2 separate regions of the Sus scrofa genome follow, and region 1 is linked to region 2. The links are chromatin contacts, called in public targeted proximity ligation maps. All regions are on one chromosome and are shown on one strand. The core of a region is the stretch at or near the end of the contact, and the rest is flanking DNA. Distances in the headings are between cores, read along the strand shown. Region 1 overlaps LOC106508926 (protein transport protein sec31-like). Region 2 overlaps SPTBN1 (spectrin beta chain, non-erythrocytic 1).

Region 1 (3,493 bases), core at 710-3,209, 210 kb after region 2:
ATTCTCTGAGAAATTTAGGGCATATCTATTGGTTCTCTAAGCATTGTTTTTTTCTTTACTTAAAATATTAAAATCCTTATGCTCCTTTTGCCATGAGATGGTTTTTCTTTTTACTTGCCATTCCATTAATGACCAAAGGAACTGTGAATGTCCCAGCAATTATTAAAGATCATTTCTTAACCAGATAATGCAAACTTAATTACTTAAAATACCTTGTTTTATTTAAATAGGACTCCCAGTACATGGGTATATAATTGCTTGAAACATCTCATAATAGAATGAGAAGAAAAAAAAAAGAAAAGATGTTCATTTTCAGCATTTTAAGATCCCATCTGTAAGAATTAAACAGTGTGGAGCAAGAAATGCTCAGACAGAACTATAAAACCAGTTACTATGGAGAGTATAAGAAAAGAGCACGGCAAGAGGCATGTTGCATAGTAAAATGCAAGGTGAGATAATTGGAGAAGAAGCAAAAGAGCCAATATGTAAAACAAATTTTTTATTGAAATATAGTTGATTCACAATGTTATGCTAGTTTCAGGTATATAGCAAATGATAGGTATATAGCAAAGTGGTTCAATTATACATATATGTGTATAAATACATATATTTTACATTCTCTTCCTTTATAGGTTATTACAAAATAGAGTTCCCTGTGCTATAGAGTAGGTCCTTGTTGGTTATCTATTTTATATATAATAGTGTGTATATTTTAATCCTAATGTATCCCTTTTTCCTTTCCCCTTTAGTAACCGTAAGTTTGTTTTCTATGTCTCTAAGTTTATTTCTGTTTTATAAATAAGTTCATTTATATAATTTTTTTTAGATTCCACACATAAGTGATATCATATGATATTTGTCTTTCTCTGTCTGGCTTACCTCAGTATCATAATCTCTAGGTCCATCCATTTTAACCTGATACTTCTGATGTCAAGTGTCTATAAGCCATTGCCTTGGCAGTGGGCAATAAAGTGAACTTGCTGTCTGACATCCTCTTGGGCACTCCTGAGACTTGATATGGAGACTTGATGGCAGGAATGGAAGGATGAAGGATAGACATTGTCCAAGAGAAAGAGACTATCAGGAAGATAAATATATGAGTAGAAACTAAAAAACTGAGGACGTGCCATTCTGGAGAATATGTGGGTACAGACAAGGGGAGAGAAGGTCAGAAGCAGAGGTGGGCAACACCCACCCAACTTAATGGGTAACTTTAACTACTCAGCCATTATACTAAGTCTCCTTTAGCCCACAGACATCCGTGTAGGCCATAGATGCCATGCTAAGGAGTTCTGTTTTCATTCAGTGGAGAGCCACCTACATTTTTGAGAGAAAGGTGGCCTGTTGGGGGCTGTATTTTAAGAAGACAAATTCTACTAAGGTGGAGATTAGTTTCTGAATAGGGGCGGCAGCAGTGGAAATCCTAGAAGCACTGATAGAGCACATATTGTATGCCAGGCAGGCGACACAGCAGGCCCTGGAGGTGCAGAGTGTAGAGACAAATAAACATCAAGTACCTGTTCCAAAGTGACACGCAAACTGGAAACTGGGATGTACAGGAAGGAACAGTTTGTTCTGCCGGGAGTAGGTGAAGGGGGTGCTTAAAGAGGGTGATATCTGAGCTAGGCCTTGGCGGGATTAAAAAAAAATGTTACAAACGTGGGGGAGGTGTGAAGGCATGGGCAGTCTGGGCAGAAGGAACAATATGGGGTACAGGCACAGAAGCATGAACACACCTGGATATCCTGGAAAGAGTGAGTAGCTCCAGGTGTGAGCACAGGGCATTGGGCAGGGGCATGGTTGGTTAGAGGGAGGCTGCCTGGCTGTGACGTTCTTATAAGTCCTTCTGGCAGCAGTGGGGAGCTTGTAGGTTTCCAGCTGAGACTCATCAGACTCAGAGGGGTCTGCAAAGAGCAAATCCAGCCGAAGTACAGAGAATGCCCAGGGTACGAGAAGCTACAGGCAGGCAGGTCAGTTGGGGACCATTGCCTGTGGATTAGTGGATGATGAGTCCTGAGCTCAGTAAAGCAGAGGCAGTGGAAATAGGAAACAGGAAACAGATGGATGAAAAAAAACTCAGTGACTAACCGGAGATGGAATGTGAAAGTCTCTAGCCCATTGGGTAACCTATGATGCCATTAACTGAAAGGCAGAAATAAGGGATGGGGAACTTGGCAGGCAGGGATGAGTCTGATTTGGAACATAATGAGTGTTCCAATTATCTACTGCAGTGCAGTAAATGACCCCAAACTTAGTGGCCAGTGATAATGATCATTTTATTATACACAGTGGGCATGGCACATCTCTGCTCCCCAATCTGAGACCTCCTCTGGAAAGATGGGGATGACTTGGATGGCAGGGACTGGGAAAGCTGGAGTGGCAGGAGCCCCTCCCAAGATGTTTTTCACTCATCTATCTGGCACCTTGTAAGAGAAAACTGGAAGGCTGGGCTCAGCCCAGGAAGGGTAGGAATACCTGCGAGGGGCCTTCCCTGCATGGCAGCCTCAGGGAAGTCAAACTGTTTACAGGGTGGCTCAGTGGACTATGGCCATTTGTGACCTAGCCTTGGAAATCTGATGTCATCATTTCAGCCTTGGTCTATTGGTCTAAGCAGTCACAAGCCCACTTAGATTCAAGAGGAGGGGACACAGACTCCTCTCAGTAAAAATATCAAAAAATTCAGGTCTTGTTTTAAAACCAGCACAATAAGTTTGAGAGGATAAAAATAAGAGCACATATATAAGACATTATTAGACTCCACAGATCATAGCAACTGAGGAAATACTAGGTTAAGGAGGAAGGAAGCCTTGAAGCTGAAGATGCACATGGAAGTTTCCCACATTATAATGTTATTGCTAAGATAAGAGGGTAGGCTTGGAATCCGACTGCATGGGTGTGACCACCAGCTCCATTGCATAGTAACAGTTCAGCCAGAGGCGGGTTGCTTAATATCTCTGAGCCCCGTTTTCCTTATCTGTTACCCCATTTTAATGGATATAATAACAGTAACCTACTTCAAAGAGTTGGTGAGGATTCCATTAAGACGTGTGAAGTTCATGGAACAGTACCAGGTGCACAGCACCCTCAAACATGTTAGCAGCTCTTATTGTTTACCAAGCACTCTACATGCATTATCTCATTCCTTCCTCACTATGACAGACTGATGTAGCTCTTCGTATTATCATCCTAGAGCAGATGAAGGAATGAGAGGTTAGGTGACATTCTCAAGGTCACACAGCTGGCAAGTGACTGAGCTGGAACTCGGAAACCTGCTTTCCTGCTTCCCTAGACTCAGCTTTTCCCATGGCAGCCAGCACAGCTGCTCCCCAGGCAGCAGGCTGCTTGGGCCCACACCCGTGCCCACCCACAGTGTGGGATTAGCTTCCTGGCAAAGCCACTGTATTTCTGGCACTGATGTTGTCCTCCCAAGAGACACCAACACGGCTGCCTCGGCCCTCACCCACCACCAGCATGTCTGAAATTTACTAGAGGC
Region 2 (3,914 bases), core at 149-2,648:
TCTTCGGGGAAGGTCTTGAAGGTGATTCAGGTGAGCCCCTGGCAGAGTGAGTCTGTGTCCCTTTCCGGAAATTTCATGAACCAAATAAACTACGGGGCCACAGGAACCGAAAATTTCCAGTACCAGTGAGCAAGAGCTGTAGCTCACTCTATCTATGATATCCTTGCTTTGGGAAGAAGATGAATCAGACTGCCCAACCTATAATCACAGTTGGCTGTGAGGAACGGATAATAAAAGAAGTCAAGGCACTGGGGTTTCACAAAGTGGTAGGTCCCCGACTGTCTGAGAGGATGGAGATGCAGCTTCTCATGCTGCTCTCAAGCCCTACTCTCCCAGGTCTCTGGGGGACTGGGGAAAAAAAAAAAAAATTACTGCTAGCAGCAAATAAAGAGAGGAGTGGGAGGTATCCATAAATAACCAAGAATTATGCTTTGCTGGTTGCTTTTTCCTCCCTCCTAATATTTTCGTTGCCCTGTTCAGAATAAGGGACAATGGGCCTGATCCCATTTATTATGTAGACATTATCAAGGACACGATCTTGCTGGTGCAAAAGAATTATGGACCTTCCAGGGTGAACAACTTAACTCCTTACATCCCTGAAAACTGGACCTTATTGGAACAAAAATAAATGTTCAAACTGATTTCTAGCCACATGACCTTTAAAGATTTTTTCAGCTACTTTCCAAACACATTCCAAAAAAAAAAAAAAAAAAAAAAAATCAATAGACAATCATACTAGGTTAAACATTAAGAAGAAAAAAAAAAAGGTTGAGAATTAGGGTTGAAAAAGTAAAGTTACAAAAATTCTATTTAAAGGTGTATATCACAGTAATTCTGGCCTAGATTCACATCAAAACAAAAAACAAATGCAATCAACAACAGGCCCTCCCCGTGTGGGCCCGAAGCCCCCACTCCCACCTGACAAACCAACTTCAAGGCAGCCATCTCGGTTTGTGCAGCCTGACGCACAACCTCTCAAAGAAAACATAAGGAGACCTGCACACTCAGGAGACAAAGAGCGTGGACCACACTCCCTGAGGATGAGGCAGGGATTTGCTCTCTTTTAGAGGATCCCCTTCTTGATGGAGGGGCACAGAGAGAGAAAACAGTTTTCCCCAGGCTCAGGGGCCAATCTGCCCCGGGGCTAATGACTGGCAGGGTACAACCACAGCCCCCTGCCCATGGTCAGAGGTGTGAGGGTCGGTCTGCGTACAAACCTACTGCAGCTGACAAGTTCCAGGGTGGAGATCAAGTTAAAAAACAAGGCTTTCTGGCAGCCCTGCCAACCACCAGCATCATATTTTCCTGGTGATGTCACTGCAGATGTGGGGCTCGATCCCTGGGCGTCAGCCTTTGGCTGGGCCCCACCATCACCTGTGGAACTGCCTGTGCTCAGGCAGACGGCAGCACCCGTCTTCACACAAAGGCGAGACAAAACCTGCTGGGTCAGTTACATTGACTGGTTTAAGATTCCTCAGTTGAAGGTTCATAAACAAAAGTGCCATCAGGGATGGCCATGGTAGCGGCAGGAAACAGAATGGGGAGAACATTTTCAATGCAGGCTGACAACGGCCCTGCCCAAAAGGCTCAGTGAATTCATCAGAAGCTCTGAGTTTCCAAGGAGACAAAACACCAGCCTCTCCCTCCACCTCAAAATAAAAAGTGTGCACGGAAGAGAGCAAAACATGCCAAAGACCACTGAATTCAATTCCTGCCACCTGGAAATGGCAGCTCAGATTTTCCAGAGGACCAGTAAGACGCATTTAAAATTATTCTGTGATCTCGAGGGATAAAGATTCACCCCAGACCCAGCGCCCAAGCCTGGCCTTTACACGTCCAGCACCATGCCCTGTTTAACAGGGGACGTCAGCCAAGGGCTTTCTGATCAGAGGTAGGAACCTTGCAAAAAAACAGAATGAGGCCGCTTCATTACAGGTCAAGAAAACTACCCAGATTCAGAATGTCACACTGGAGCTTTCCCCCAACATGCTCGTCACTCTTATCAAGCATCTCCTCCTCAAAAACATCAACCATTATTTGCAGACCTCACCAGGAGACAAGCTCACACTTGATTTTGCAAGAACATTTTCCCACCCACAGTGCAGGAGACTTCACATCCTCACCAGTCTCTCTCCAGAGAGGACCTCCAGCAGCTTGATGAGCATCCGTCCATCTCGAAGGTCGGTGTACAGGTCTGTGATCCGGCAGGACACTCGGGCGAGGTGGGAGTTGACCCACTTGGTAAAGGTCTTCTTTTGCACGGCTTCGCGCTCATCTGCAAGCAGAGGAGAGGTCGCTTTACTACCAACCACAGCCTGGACAACAGCAGGTATGTGTCAGAAGGGGCGCAGGACCCCGGCCAGAGGAAGAAGAGTAAAACTCAACAGTAATAAAACTTAGCTCCTCTTAAGCACGGTCAACAACTCGTGAACAGAGGAATTGCATCATCCTTAAAACATCTGGGCTCCTAAGCATAAACTACCAGCCGAGCATCCTTCACTCGCATTCATTTCATTTTCTCCCACCTCTGTTGAAGAGGCAGGAGGATGCAGAAGGCCACAGTGGGGTTCTTTGCTGCCCTGCTCAATCACATAATACTTGGCTGGTACCATTTCTAAATGTGTCACAGCCATTATTCCTCCAAAAGGCAAGTGCTGGGGGAGCACACAGGACACACAGAGGGCATGGAGCAGCAAAGCTCATGGGACAGCAAGAAATTTCTTCCCTCTCATACAAAGGGTTAGGCAACACGTAACAAGATAAACTCACTCACAACCTTGATCTGAAATGACGCCTTCCTGCTTAGTTGGATGTTCGGTGAACAAGAGAGAAAGTGGTGGGCAACATGGTGGAGCACAAAGAGATGTGGCCGGGACTGGCACGGCAGGGCCTGGGCCGAGGTCTCGTCAAAAACAGGCTGAGACGCTGGGTTCAATGTCCCCTTCTATAAAGTGAGTGGATGACTATCATCTCCAAACTTCAACCATTTGTTGAAAAAGTAACTTCTAGTTTAGGGTCCAAAGTGGGGTAATTGCACATCTAAATTATCTAGGAAACACTATTTAGTTTTTTAAGACTCAGTGATCAAGTTTGGTCCAAAGCACAAAACTAGACACATCTGTTCAGAAACAGCCCTTCACATCCCATACTAACAGGCTTCCCATCTTCTTGCCTCTGCAGAATGAACTAAATGCAGGCTGTTGAAGATCTTCAACAGAGATCCACAGACTGTGCCCTGGACCACCTCCTCAATACTCCCTGACTATTCTCTACCGATCTACCCTTTGTCTGATACTCGCCCCACTTCCAGTTCCATCAGCATGAATTTGTCCCAAAAGGATCAAAGACTTTCTCCTTCCAGTTTTAAGCCCAGATCTACCAGGATGGTTAAGCAGAAATCCACAAAAAAGGGCGCAGACTTCAACAACTTTCAGCATGACTGAGTGACAATTAAAAGGCCACCCTTACTGATGGAGCATGTACTTGGGAGCCTGGGAGTCCTAGGTTCCCAGGTTGGCCAGGGCATCCCGGCCAATGTCAGCCTGGAAAGCTCTGCTGAGGCCTCCACCCACGCCAGGAAGGGAGCAAGGCAGAGACAACAAGCAATGAGCCTTTACTGCTGCCTAACCCGGCAGGTGAGGCCACTGGGGCACCTGCCAAGACAGCCGCCCACCTGTGCAGCCATCAGCTCCTGCTGGCCCAGCCTTTCCCTAAGGGAACAGCCGGCCAGAGCAAAGGAGGGCCTTTCCCCCCTGAGACAAAGGCCAATCAAAACCAGACAAAGGCTCAGAAAGGACAAGAGTCAGGGAGCAAGAAACAAGGCAGTGAGGGGCAGAGTGCAGACTGGAAAAGGATAACGTCCTGATCAGCAGCAGAAAAAAGATCGCATGCATTATTAACTGCGCAATCATCAT

Evidence for each region.
Region 1: a contact with region 2 is called in a targeted proximity ligation map of skeletal muscle, with 6 times the contacts expected there. A contact is called at or near these places in 2 of 47 Hi-C or Micro-C datasets (heart right ventricle and skeletal muscle) and 1 of 2 datasets of targeted methods (skeletal muscle).

The regions. Positions count from the first base shown.
Region 1 is chr3:86,865,317-86,868,809 of Sscrofa11.1, forward strand. The region is part of intron 2 of LOC106508926 (protein transport protein sec31-like); the gene reads left to right. Among named protein-coding and RNA genes, the nearest start is that of C3H2orf73, 56 kb to the right of the region's middle.
Region 2 is chr3:86,653,588-86,657,501 of Sscrofa11.1, forward strand. It overlaps SPTBN1 (spectrin beta chain, non-erythrocytic 1), which reads right to left. Exons shown (of 36, transcript XM_021088218.1): 3 at 2,124-2,275. Among named protein-coding and RNA genes, the nearest start is that of EML6, 120 kb to the left of the region's middle.